2 separate regions of the Zea mays genome follow, and region 1 is linked to region 2. A link is a contact called in public Hi-C data. All regions are on one chromosome and are shown on one strand. The core of a region is the stretch at or near the end of the contact, and the rest is flanking DNA. Distances in the headings are between cores, read along the strand shown.

Evidence for each region. A called contact is a pair of places that touch in the nucleus more often than the background predicts.
Region 1: a Hi-C map of ear shows a contact between it and region 2, with 2.9 times the contacts expected there. The contact joins the enhancer-like site here to the promoter of LOC100191512 in region 2. A contact is called at or near these places in 2 of 25 Hi-C or Micro-C datasets (ear and tassel).

The regions. Positions count from the first base shown.
Region 1 is chr1:207,693,825-207,700,797 of Zm-B73-REFERENCE-NAM-5.0, reverse strand. No RefSeq gene overlaps it. Among protein-coding and RNA genes, the nearest start is that of LOC103645223, 44 kb to the left of the region's middle. Within about 2 kb of position 5,212, at least 17 of the 20 cell types and tissues checked have an H3K27ac peak or open chromatin away from gene starts, as enhancers often do. A contact at or near this core is called in ear and tassel, where this site is marked.
Region 2 is chr1:207,450,900-207,457,641 of Zm-B73-REFERENCE-NAM-5.0, reverse strand. LOC100191512 (acyltransferase) reads right to left here and starts at 2,215. Exons shown (of 2, transcript NM_001136944.1): 1 at 1,412-2,215; 2 at 1-962. The coding sequence starts at 1,861. The coding sequence ends at 78.

The sequences.
Region 1 (6,973 bases), core at 3,963-6,462, 240 kb before region 2:
TGGTTCGAAGTTGCCGACGTGCCGCTTTGCGTCGGGCGCCTCCTTGGAGAGGCGTTCTAGGTCGGCGATGAGGGCCTCGAACTCGACGAGAGCCTCGGCGTACTCCACGCACTCCACGTCGCATTCGTACGCGTGGTGGTACGTGGATTCGACGGTGATGATCCCATTCGGGCACGTCATCTTGAGCTTGAGGTAGGTGTAGTTGGGGACGGCCATGAACTTGGCGTAGCATGGTCTTCCCAACACCGCATGGTAGGTTCCTCGGAACCCGACGACCTCAAAGGTGAGAGCTTCCTTTCGGAAGTTAGAGGGAGTTCCGAAGCAGACGGGTAAGTCGATCCGTCCGAGGGGTAGGATTCGCTTCCCGGGCGCGATCCCGTGGAAGGGTGCCGCACCGGCCCGGACTTCGGACCGATCAATCCCTAAGAGTTCCAGGGTCTCAGTGTAGATGATGTTAAGGCTGCTGCCTTCATCCATGAGGACCTTGGAGAGCCTAACATTGCCAATGATCGGATCGACGACGAGCGGGTACCTTCCCGGGCTTGGCACGAAGTCGGGGTGGTCGCCTTGGTCGAAGGTGATAGGCTTGTCGGACCAGTCTAGGTAGACTGGCGCCGCCACCTTCACCAAGCAGACTTCCTGGCGCTCCTGCTTGCGGTGCCGAGCCGAGGCGTTCGCCGCCTACCCGTCGTAGATCATGAAGCAGTTATGGACTTCCGGGAATCCCTCTTCCTTGCCGCCCTCCTTCTTGTCGTTGTCATGGCCCTTGCCGTCCTCTGCCGGGGGCCCGGTCTTATGGAAGTAGCGCCGGAGCATGACACATTCTTCGAGGATGTGCTTGATAGGCCCCTGGTGATAGGGGCACGGCTCTTTGAGCATCTTGTCGAACGCGTCAACCCCTCCAGGAGGTTTCAGAGGGTTTCTGTGCTCGGTCGCAGCGACGAGATTCGCGTCTGCGGCGTCGCGCTTCGCTCGCGACTTGTTTTTAGCCTTCTTCTTCGTGCCCCGCTGGGCGGACGCCTCAGGGGCATCTGTCTTCGGCTCTCCCTGAGGCTGCTTGTCCTTTCGGAAGATGGCTTCGACCGCCTCTTGACCCGAGGCGAACTTGGTGGCGACGTCCATCAGTTCGCTCGCACGAGTGGGAGTCTTGCGCCCTAGTTTGCTCACCAGGTCTCGGCAAGTGGTGCCGGCAAGGAAAGCCCCGATGACATCCGAGTCGGTAACGTTGGGCAGCTCAGTGCGCTGCTTTGAAAACCGCTGGATGTACTCTCGGAGGGACTCCCCTGGCTGCTGGCGACAGCTTCGGAGGTCCCAGAGTTCCCAGGGCGCATGTACGTGCCTTGGAAGTTCCCCGCGAAAGCTCTGACTAGATCGTCCTAGTCGGAGATCTGCACAGGAGGCAGATGTTCCAGCCAGGTTCGGGCGGCGTCGGAGAGGAAAAGGGGTAGATTACGGATGATGAGATTGTCATCATCCGCCCCTCCCAACTAGCATGCCAGTCGGTAGTCTGCGAGCCACAGCTCCGGCCTCGTCTCTCCCGAGTACTTGGTGATAGTAGTCGGGGCTCGGAAACGGGTAGGGAACGACGCTCGTCGTATGGCCCGGCTGAAGACTCGCGGACCGGGTGGTTCGGGCGAAGGACTGCGATCCTCCTCACTGTTACAGCGTCCCCCACGCCTAGGATGGTAGCCTCGGCGCACCTTCTCATCGAGGCGGGCTCGATGGTCGAGATGGTGGTGCCCGTTGCCGAGGCGTTCCCGGGCGGCGGGCACCTCGTCCCGTGTACGCTCGGGATGGACCGAGGCTTCCCGAATGCGCCGGGAGGACACCGCGTGATGCTCTGAGGGGTTAGCTCGCCTGCGGGAGGCGGAGCTCTCGGCTCGTCGAACCGCGGCGCCTTCTAGGAGATTCTTGAGTTCGCCCTGGATACGCCGTCCCTCGGTGGTGGATGGCTCCGGCATGGCTCGAAGCAGCACCGCCGCTGCAGCTAGGTCCTGGCCAGACCCGCTGACGGCCGGGGGCAGCGCTGTCCCGACATTGTCGACGATGCGGCGCCGGATGTCTTGGGCCCGATGACAGGCTTCTCCGGCGAGTGATCGGCCTGCCCACTCCTGTTCGATGTTCTGTCGGAGCTGTACAAGCCGGCCTGCTTCCCCGTCGACCCGGGCCTGCATCTCATGGATTTGCTCGAGCTGTATGTCCTGACCCCCCGCAGGGACTGGGACCACAGCTAGCTCCCGCGGGATGTCAACGCGAGATGCGGGCCTAGGGGGATCGTCAACCTCTGGCATACCGAGGTGGTTGCCTTCGTTGTGATCTCCGAGATCGACGTGGAAACATTCACGACTTGGGCCGTAACCCTCGTCGTCATGGTCATGGCCATCGTTAGAACAACCGGAGAGGCAGTGGTCACATGCGGACATGAAGCCCCACATGCCACCGGGGTCATTGAGGGCAGAGAAATCCCAACCGGAGTCGGGGTCGTCGTCTTCCTCAGAACCCACCGGTCCGAAGGTTGAGACGGCTGTCAGTCGGTCCTAGGTCGACCACATGTGGTACCCCGGAAGGTTTGGATACGCCTTTACGAAGGCGCTCACCATAGCGGGGTCGCTAGGTGGATCGAAGCTGAACCAAAAAGGTATGGGATGGAAAATGGACGGTACCTCTTGGTCGTTGGACGGTGGTGAAGTCGCGTCGGGGGCGGAGCACACCGTCATCTCAGGTACGAGGGTAACGCCCAGAAGGTCCTTTGCGAGGGTGCTGGCGTCATCAGTCCGCTTGGGGCTGACACGTCGCGGGGAAGTGACACCCGCCGTCGTATCAGGTGCGAGGACAACGTCCAACATGTCCCCTGGGGGAGTGCCGGCATCGTTGACTCGCTCTGGTGCGACAGCCGACAAGGTGCCGCCTCCTGCGTGGCCATGGTTGCCTCGTCTCCGCCTCCTCCGTCGAGGAGGGTGGCGGGGACGACCGGAGCGCTCCTCTTCTGCCGCGGGGAGATGTTATCGTAGAGCTCGCCGCCGCCGGGCGAGTCGAAGACCGTCGTTGTCGTCACGCCGCGGGGGGAGGAGTACCATGTCGTAGCTGCCGTCGAGGGACATGAACTCGAGACTCCCGAAGCGGAGCACCATCCCGGGCTGGAGAGGTTGCTGAAGACTCCCCATCTGGATCTCAATGGGAAGGTGTTCGTTAACACACAGCAGGCCGCTACCTGGCGCGCCAACTGTCGGCGTCTCGGACCCGGGGGGGGGGGGGTCCCTTGGACCGACCAGTGAAATCGCTGCGTGTCCCTGCCCAGATGGGTTGGCGCGGGATGAAAGACAAGAGGTGGGACAAGCCTTGTATTATCCTGCACCAGGGGTGCCGCTCGCAGTAGGGGTTACAAGCGCGTCGCGTGAGAGAGAGAGGGACACAGAGCTCGTCCGTCGCTTCCCTCGCGCGAACCCCCCTCAGGGTGGCCCTGGATCTCCCTTTTATAGAGGCAAGGAGAGAGTCCAGACGTACAACGGGGGGCGTAGCTATGCGCTAACGCGTCCGGCAGTGGAGTGCCTAAGCCCTGTCTACATGCCAACGTGGCTGTCGGGGGAGAGCTTGGGCCCTGTACATGTGATGGCGTGGCCGCCAGAGGAGCGCCTGAGTCCTGTAGGAGCACAGCTGGCGGCGCGGCGAGGATCCTGCTGACGTCTCCTTGCTGTCGTAAGGGGCTGAGAGCCACCGGCGTCATGGCGCACGCGGGGCACCATCATTACCCGTCGCCGGGGTAAGCCGGATGGGACGTCGATCTTGTTCTTCCTAGCCTGAGCAGGCTAGGAATAGGGAAATGTTGTATCCCCTGTTAGCGCGGTCGGTCCGAGCCTAGGGTCGGTCGAGGCGGAGACTTCTCTTGAGGCCGAGGCCGGGGTCGGGCGAGGACGCGATTCCTCCTGAGACCGGGGTCGAGGCCGAGTCCGGGGGTCGGGCGAGGCGGAGACCTCCTCCCGAGGCCGGAGCCTGAGGTCGGGCGAGGCGGAGACCTCCTCCCGAAGCCGAAGCATGAGGTCGGGCGAGGCGGAGCTTCCTGTTGCGCCCGAGGCTAAACTCGGTGGTTGATCGTGACTTGTTGTCAGTCGTTGCCGGGGTGGCTGACACGGCAGTCGGAGCGGAGCGAGCGGCGCTGTTTTCCTGTCATATCAGACAGTAAAGAAGAGGGGCGAAGTGACTGCGGTCACTTCGGCCTGGCCGACTGAGGCGCGTGTGTCAGGATACGGCGTCAGGCATCCCCTGCATTTAATGTGGATGCGAAGCGGTCGGTTGGTGAGGTGGTCTGGCCAAGGTTGCTTCACAACGAAGCCTGCCCGAGCCGGGCCTTGGGTGTGCCGAGGGGGCGCCCGCTGCCTGAGGAGGCCCTCGGGCGAGGCGTGAACTCGTCTGGGACTACTGTTCCAACCCGAGGCTGGGCTCGGGTGAGATCGCGTCCCTCGGGTAGACGAAGTCTTGGCTTGAACCGCACCCGTCAGTGGGTCTGAGGGTGTTTACCAGCCATGATTAGGAGCGTTGGGGTACCCCTAATTATGGTACCCGACAAGCGTTGTCTTACATACAATTTCATAACGTTGTTAGTCTTAGGTGTTTTCCTTCCTGTCCAATTAGGAAGTAACAACCCATGTTACTTGATGACATATAATGACAGTGGAACAGTAGAACCCTAATGCTTTATAGGAGTAGAGACTAATAATACTGTATATCGGATCCTATATATGCATGTGGCTTCACATCAGATGATTTCCTTGCCAAAAGATCAGAGCTAATAAATAAATACTTCCCGTTCTTTTTTATTTATCGCATCTTAGTCTAACGTTAAATTAGTAGACGACAAATATTTGAAAATGGATAGGAGGTAGTATAATAATAGCACCTAGCAGATCCCTGAGGTGACCTGAAACTTTCAGTTGATCCTTGATCAACTTACCTGATGGCTCGGATCGCTTCATCGATTGGTTGATTGGCGATGCGATCCATAGGCGTGTGCGTCTGTCTCTCCTCCCCATTAACACGGGCACGGCAACACCTACTACTCTCTTCTCTTGGCATATTATGAAATAAAACAACTAGAAAAAAGAACTTGTTTTGCTGGAGTTGCTGCTGGCTCGCGGACCCAGTAAATAATGAGGCCTGGGCTCCTGTCAGGCCCATCGCAAGTTCCAGCCCATCTGACGGCTGCCTCTTCCCTCTTTAGCTCTAGAACTTCGTTTGCGTACGGATAGGCCTACTAGCAGCATGCTTTGCAATTATACTATTCAGGTGTTTGGCACCACTCGACTTCAATAAAAAAAAAAACTCTACTTCATGAACTTTAAAGTTGCATATTTCTTAGAAGTGTTTGGCTTGCATACCAACTTCAGCTTTACTAAAATAAAATTTTGTTTAGAAGTATCCCTTGTACCTTTAAATGATATATGTAACTGTTTTGCTTACATGTTTTTATAAAACCTTAATTAAAAAAAGTAACAGTACACTATATAATAATAATAATAATAATAATAATAATAATGTTTATACGACATACTAATACTATAATCCACAATTCTTATGAACATTATAAAATAGTATCATTACAAATATGGGACACAATAAACTACTACTTGTTGCTGCTCTACGAGAATAACGTTTGTGAAGCACCCTTTTTGCCGCTTTATGAATAAACTACTACTTGTCTCGGTCTTTGGCTTGATGTTTTCGAAACCGAACAGGTTTTTTAAAAGTAAAGTAGTCCCAAACACTCCCTTATTTTTATTTTGCAAATGTAGTTGGCCCGCTTGGTAATTAGGCCAGTGCAATACGGGTTGGTACCAACTCTGACGTGGTGACTCAGGCGGTCGGTACCGACCGAGACAATCGCAACACGGGTTGGCTCGGTTGACCGATCGATTGGGCTGCCGACAGACAGGTCTGAACGATACTGGTCACATTGGAACTCACGTGGTCAGATCCAACCGACGCGTTGGGCCACAATTTTGTGGGATAGAAATCACTGGTCCGCACAGCGTGGATTAAAGTTCATGGACCGTTAAAGGCCTGAATGGGCCATAAAATTAAACGCACGGGTTGGCCGACTAACTCAGACCTGAGAACTATAGAAGCCTTGCTTGAGTACCAAGGCACTGCAGCGATCGTTGCAGACGAGGCCGAAGCAGTATTCTATGTCGTACGTAAGTCGGAACAAGATCACCATGCATGCAGCGTCATCCGCGAACCAGAACAAAATTCCGTATGTGTAGATAGCGATAAGTGTAAACATGTAAAGCATGATCTCGTCACCTATATAAGGTGGGATAGGCACGCCTACTAAATGATTCCTCACCCCCATAGTCTAAACCAGTATTCTATCTTGTAACCTCAAACTCACATCAATATCATATTCACAGAGCACATGACGTAGGGTATTACACGGTGACTCGAACCTGTATAAACCCTCATGTTCCATCATGCTGCGCATGAACCATCAAGTTGTAGTCGATCTCGCCAAACCACAAAAAGCACTACATGGTATACCCCATAGTGTGTTACCGGTACTAAACATCGACAGCTGGCGCACGAGGTAGGGGAGGCGACATCAACATCAGTTAGCTCCATGGCCATCATATTCACCGACGCCGTCAACTTCATAGTTGGTGAGATGTTTCATTTTGGATCGATCTCTTCTATTGCTGATCAAAGTGGAACTCTGCACCGCATCGCTGATGCGGAGAAAAAGTCCAAGGGACAGATGGTTGTTGCCTCGATCCGATAGGGCCATTTACTTAAGTCCACAATAGCTCCAGCGACGACTACAACTACGCCACAACCAAAGGCTGCGTCACCATGAACTGCATCGACTCATCTCTGGTTTCAAGCGTCCAAGACAATAATCAAACTACACCGGATCATCACCTCATCACCCGATCATAGATCTATGTCAACACCTCCGCCCTAGACGAGAACCATGACATCTTCG
Region 2 (6,742 bases), core at 966-3,465:
TACTACTAAAATAAAGCACGATCAACGAACTGGATGGGTGGACAGTGGACACTGACACGACGATCGACGACTCGGGCTTAGGCTGCCGCCTGGCGCAGGAAGAAGTCGTCGTCCTTCTCCAGCCTCTGCATGGGCTCCGGCTGCAGCGCCAGCTCGACGTCGATGCCGCCGTCACCGCCGCGGCCGGGGTACAGGTACACCATGCCGTCGAACTTGTTGTTCCCGCCGCTGCGGACGCGCTCGGGCCGTCCGAAGCCGAAGTCGACGTCGTAGACCCTGAAGCGCGGCGAGCTGCCGACGGCCACGCAGTTGGGGCCGGCGTCGCTGTAGTGGAACAGCTTGGGCGCCGCCTCGTACTCCTCCAGCCTCCTGGTGACCGCGGCGGCGTCGTGCTCGTCGATGGCCTTCTGCAGCAGGCCCGCGGGCAGCTCGGGGGGCCCGCCCAGGAGCATCCCCGCGGGCACGCCCGTGAACACCGCCTGGATGAGGTTGCCGAAGTAGGCCGGCGGGAGGGGCGGGTCGAGGCGGGCGCGGCAGTCGGCGAAGACGGCGAAGGCGGTGATGTCGGCGGGGCCGAGGCCCCGGGCGCGGGAGACGGCGCGCCAGATGTGCGCCCCCAGGGACTGGAACGTTGAGAAGGGCTTTGCGCCCGGCGGCAGCGCCGCGTTGGCCGCGGCCTTGATGCGCGCCACGGTGGGCTCCGGGAACGAGAAGACGCGGGCCACCAGCGCCTTCTTCGGCCCGTTCGGGTCCGTCTTCTCGTGGGCCTCGGCGGACGCCGGCAGCTCCAGCCGCACGCGCACGGAGCGGGACAGGGACCGGTCGTGGATGGGCTGCAGCGACAGGGGTACGCCGCGGCAGAGCTCGGCCCAGGAGGACATGAAGTGCCACGTGGAGGTGCCGTCCAGCACCGCGTGGTTGAAGGCGCACCCCACCGCCAGACCGTCCTTGAGCTTTGTGAACTGCATGCATGCAAACGCATCGCTGTAAAAACAAGATGACTTATGTTGCCTGGCCAATGGTTTATGTGCACTGTACAGGCAGCCGCTGTTGGGGTACTTGGTACCAGCAATGCATTACTTCCATCTGCCAGTATACAGTGGGTAGGTTGACATTCAAGACTCATTTACTGTGGAGATTAATGTGGATCGGAGCAAGATGATGTATGCATTGTCTAAAATCGTAAATTTGTTTTTTTTAAAAAAAATACTATGTTTTTAAAGTTTATCCTGTTTGCTGTGTTAACATGACATCATGAAGAATGTAAGGGATTTGTACGTTTCGATTTTGAACAAGGCGTCACGCAACTGATAATTAATGGGAATGGCGTGTCAAGTTTATCCTGTTTGCATGCTGTGATCCATAGCGCGACCGAAAGATCTCGGAAATACTACAATACAACGGCACTCACTTGGACGGCGAGAAGCGGGCGGCGGAGGCCCTCGAGGTTCATGACGCCGGTGTAGGGCACGAGGTGCTGCAAGACCTTCTCCGCCTCGTCGCTGCAGTCCCCTCCGGCGAGGTCGTCGACGGCGACGCCCTGGGCCTCGGCCTCGAAGACCTCGGCGCCCTCGTCGCCCTCGACTGCCAGCGCGCCGCCGTCGTCCTGGCGGATGCGGCCGGCGAGCGGGTAGAAGACGCGGAGCGCGTCGGCGAGCGCGGCCGTCATGCGCGCCACGGCGTCCGGGAAGTCGGGGGCGGCGCGGTACAGGAGCAGCTTCTGGTTGTAGTAGAAGGTGATGTAGGGGAGGTCGAAGGTGGCGAGCGTGCAGCGGTTCTTGGCCGGCGCCACGGTGCGGGCGCCGGTCACGGTCACGGTCACCGCCGCCGCCTCGTCGGCGCTGCCGTTCTCCACGGCCATTGCTGCTGCTGCTGCTGGGGCTTGTTCCTGGCTAACAGTACTAAGTGTGAGGAGTCTGTGAGGTGAGGTCGAAGCGAGGTGGATGGGTGAGTGATATAGGGAAGCCAGGAGGAGGAGGTGGGTGGATCAGGCATTTAATGGTGGATCTTCTCAGCGGTGGCCGGAGAGGCGACGGGCAGGATCGAGCACCGCACAACGGCACGACACGAGAGGGACAGGCAGAGGCCTGACCATATAGTGAGGGAAGAAAAAGAAGAAATCAGGAGGAAAAAATGGCGACCGGGCAACGAAGACGACAGCGCGATGGAATTGAATTGGAGCCTTGGAGGTGGAGAAAAGCGATGGAGGTGGTAGATGGTTCGGTTGGGAGGACCCGGATCGGAGGAGGTGCACATTTATGGCCTGCCGCGCGGCCTTCATGGTTACCACGCGACGCGATCGACACTAGGATGAAAACGGGACGGATACAGCCGGATATAGGGTCATCCCGTATCCTACCCTAATATATTTCTCTCGGATACGGGACCGAATACGGGTAGTTAAGATTCGGGACGGATACAGGACGGGACCGGGTAATAATCCGGACGGGTAAGAAACGGATAACGGATACTACTCGGGTAGGTACCGGATAATTGTCGGGTAGTTCATCCGATGATATTAATTGTCCAACCATCCATAAGTTAAGCAATACATAATCATGTATATGATACATCAGATGTAAGAAAGGAAACCGGTAAAATTGACATCATGCAGTTCAAAGTTGCTTATCACAAGAACATTGTAGAACCAACACCGCAATATTTAAAATTCATAAAATATTCTAGTTCTAAAAATTTGCAAATAAGTTACAAAAACTAATAAACATTTTATATGAAGATAACTCAAGTCCTCGTATGAAAATGATAAAGTGAAGTACTGATTATATTGAAACTTGGATACTTACACTAATTTCACATGTAACTCATACAAATAAGTGAAAGGAAAGAAATGTGGGCATCTTATAGATCTTATGATCCAAACATTTTTTATGGTTACATATGGACATACGTTGTATCTCCGTAAAATTTCACAATTTTTTGAGGCTATTTATGTATTATTAATTTCTTGTCATAGAAAATCATCAAAATACAATTAAATCATTAAAATATTGTTTAAACAAAAACATGATGTATTACAAAGTCATAGATCTCTTCAAGCTCTACAATTTTCATATAAACTTTATCTTCATCCGATTTCATATGTAAAAGTTATGATTTTATAACTATATTATGCAGAAAAAGAAAAAACGGGTACCCGAATTCCGGGTACCCGTATCCGACCCGGGATTTTCGGGTACTGACCGGGTATTAGTGATTCCGTATCCTACCCGTATCCGAGGTTCAATATCCGGGTAATACCCGTATCCGTCCCGACAAACAAAATACCTGTATCCGTATCCGAAATTACGTCCCGTTTTGGTACCCGTATCCGATACCCGTTCCGGGTACCCGTCCCGTTTTCATCCCTAATCGACACACGAGTCTGCTCTGCACTGCCGCTCTTTTTTTCTTCGATTCGAATCAGCCGGCCGCCCCGGCCGGCCCGTATTTTTTTCATGCCACACCTCACATACCAAACCAGCTCACAGGACACAGCTGGTTTGGTACTCTGGTAATTCTTCCTCCCGAAAGGGACCACCACCCGTATTTTTCCATTATAGCCTTTTCTTTAAAAAAAAGCTCTAGGAGTTCTGAAGAAACTAATTTCGACTAGATCATGGAGTCGATCGATACTGTAAACGATAAAAGCGAGGTTACACGTCTCGACACTACAGAACATAACACAAGGTATCACGACCTATCCGGCGTGAGCGCTAACATGACAGAATCTCGACATCAAGATCCATGCTAACAAGGTCGGCGCGATCGATTTTAACATTATTGAGGTCCCCATCCACTACAGAAGACACAGTCATTTTCGATGGCCAGAAGCCGCCAAAAATAATATCTTTGCCGCCGAAAATAAGCTATTTTCGGTGGTTTCTGACCGCCAGAAAAAATCAACCGAAAATAAGCGTTTATTTTCGGCGGCCAGCGACCAGCCGCCGAAAATAGCTTATTTTCGGCGGTCGACAGGCTAGCCGCCGAAAATAAGGGGTTATTTTCGACGGCTAGGCTGCGGCGCCGAAAACAGTAACCACCGAAAACAGCAGCCGCTTATTTTCGGCGACCTCAGTTGGCCGCCGAAAATTAACATTTTCAGAGATTTTTTTTGAAAAATGCAAAAAACAACAACAATTTCATCAACAGTATAATCACAATACAATGACAGAAACGAATAGTTTACATATCGGGGTCCATTACAGTTCACAAATAGTCCACAAACGGTTCACCACATCAGAGTTCACAAATACAACATCACAGTTCACAAATAGTCCATTACAACATAATGACTCCCTCTAAAAGCGAATAACTCAAACCATCAACATAATCTCATTGTAACAATTGTTCGAGAAAAAAAAATACTTGGACTTAATGGCCATGAGCCGAGTCACAAAAGCGAGTATACTCACATATGTGTTCATGCAATGGCTCTTTAGAGTCTTTTAGTAGTTTAAAAAATCTGGAAACCTCTCGTGTGACAGGATCCTCGGAGCTTAGGTTTAATTCTGGACGTAGCGAATCTAGCATCTCATGCATCGCATCATCGCCAGCCCAATTATTGTTCTCCTCATCTTCTACATTCCGGTTGCGTACTACCTCACCATTGATGTTCCCACACCTCAAATTTCGGGCATAAATCCAAACTGACAAAGATCTAGGCTAACTCTTTCCTTATTAAGAAATATACTATTTTTGTGCCGCCTACAAGGGCATCTGACAGTGCTGGTTAATGACAAGGAGAATACGTGGTCCACAAAACCTTTGGTCTTGGCTACTCAATCATCAGAATGACGTCCATTCCTACTCCAACCATTGTACATCTATGTACGATCTTCAGTCATGCCTGAGACTGTTAAACCGAACCATGTCGTGAAAACATTATTTAACTTCGTCAAGGGTATCGGTCCTACATGTATAGGCAATGATAGGTTCTAAACCCACATCAAACTAGTAGGACCCAAAAAAGTTTCGGTAGCATAACCTCGCTGCCACAAAACAATATAAGAAATGAACCACATATACCACATATATTGCTGTCGGTGTTTCGACCCGGGGGGTCCCTGGACCGACGAGTAAATTGTCGCCGCGTGCCCCAGCCCAGATGGGTCGGCACGAGACGGAGCGCGAAGGGGGGAACCGGAGGGAGACAGGCGTAAAGGGGAAACCCGCGGCCTTCGTGTTTGTCCCGCGCCCAGGTCGGGTGCGCTTGCAGTAGGGGGTTACAAGCGTCCGCGTGGGAGAGAGCGAGAGGCTTATGCCCCGCGCGGCCAACCTTCTCGTACGAGTGCCCTAGACCTTCCTTTTATAGGAGTAAGGAGAGGGCCCAGGTGTACAATAGGAGATGTAGCAAGGTGCTAACGTGTCTAGCAGAGAGGAGATAGTGCCCTAAGTACATGCCGTCGTGGCAGCCGGAGAGGTTTTGGCACCCTGTTCATGTGATGTCGTGGCCATCGGAGGAGCGCTGGAGCCTTGCGGAAGGACAGCTGTCGGGGCTGTCGAGTCCTTGCTGACGTCTCCTTGCTTCCGTAAGGGGCTGAGAGCCGCCGTCGTCACGGAGCACGCGGGGCGCCATCATTACTTGTTTACCGGGGCGAGCTAGATGGGACGCCGGTCTTGTTCCCCGTAGCCTGAGCTAGCTAGGGGTAGGGTAATGATAGCCCCCCTTGTGACGTGGTCGGTCCGAGCCCTGGGTCGGGCGAGGCGGAGGCTCCTCCGAGGTTGAGGTCGAGTCTGTCTTCCGGGGCCGAGGCCGAGTCCGAGCCCTGGGTCGGGCGAGGCGGAGTTCGTCGTCTTCCGGGGCCGAGGCCGAGTCTGAGCCCTGGGGTCGGGCGAGGCGGAGTTCGTCGTCTTCCGGGGCCGAGGTCGAGTCTGAGCGCTGGGGTCGGGCGAGGCGGAGTTCATCGTCTTCCGGGGCCGAGGCCGAGTCCGAGCACTGGGGTCGGGCGAGGCGGAGTTCGTCGTCTTCCGGGGCCGAGCCCGAGTCCGAGCCCTAGGGTCGGGCGAGGCGGAGTTCGTCGTCTTCCGGGGCCGAGCCCGAGTCCGAGCCCTAGGGTCAGGCGAGGCGGAGCTTCCTATGGCGCCCGAGGCCGGACTTGGCCGCTGTCAGCCTCACTCTATCGAGTGGCACAGCAGTCGGAGCGACGCGGGCGACACTGTCTTCTTGTCAGGCTGGTCAGTGGAGCGGCGAAGTGACTGTGGTCACTTCGGCTCAGTCGACTGAAGGGCATGCGTCAGGATAAGGTGTCAGGCCACCTTTGCATTAAATGCTCCTGCGATACGGTCGGTTGGCGCGGCGATCTAGTCAAGGTTGCTTCTCGGCAAAGACTGGGCCTCGGGCGAGCCGAAGGTGTGTCCGTTGCTTGAGGGGGCCCTCGGGCGAGACATGAATCCTCCGGGGTCGGCTGCCCTTGCCCGAGGCTGGGCTCGGGCGAGGCGAGATCGTGTCCCTTGAGTGGACCGAGCCTTGACTTAATCGCACCCATCAGGCCTTTGCAGCTTTGTGCTGATGGGGGTTACCAGCTGAGATTAGGAGTCTTGGGGGTACCCCTAATTATGGTCCCCGACAGTAGCCCCCGAGCCTCAAAGGGAGTGTTAATACTCGCTTGGAGGCTTTTGTCGCACTTTTTTGCAAGGGGACCGGCCTTTCTCGGTTGCGTTTCGTTCCGATGGGTGCGCGCGAGCGCACCCGCCGGGTGTAGCCCCCGAGGCCTCAGAGGAGTGGTTTGACTCCTTCGAGGTC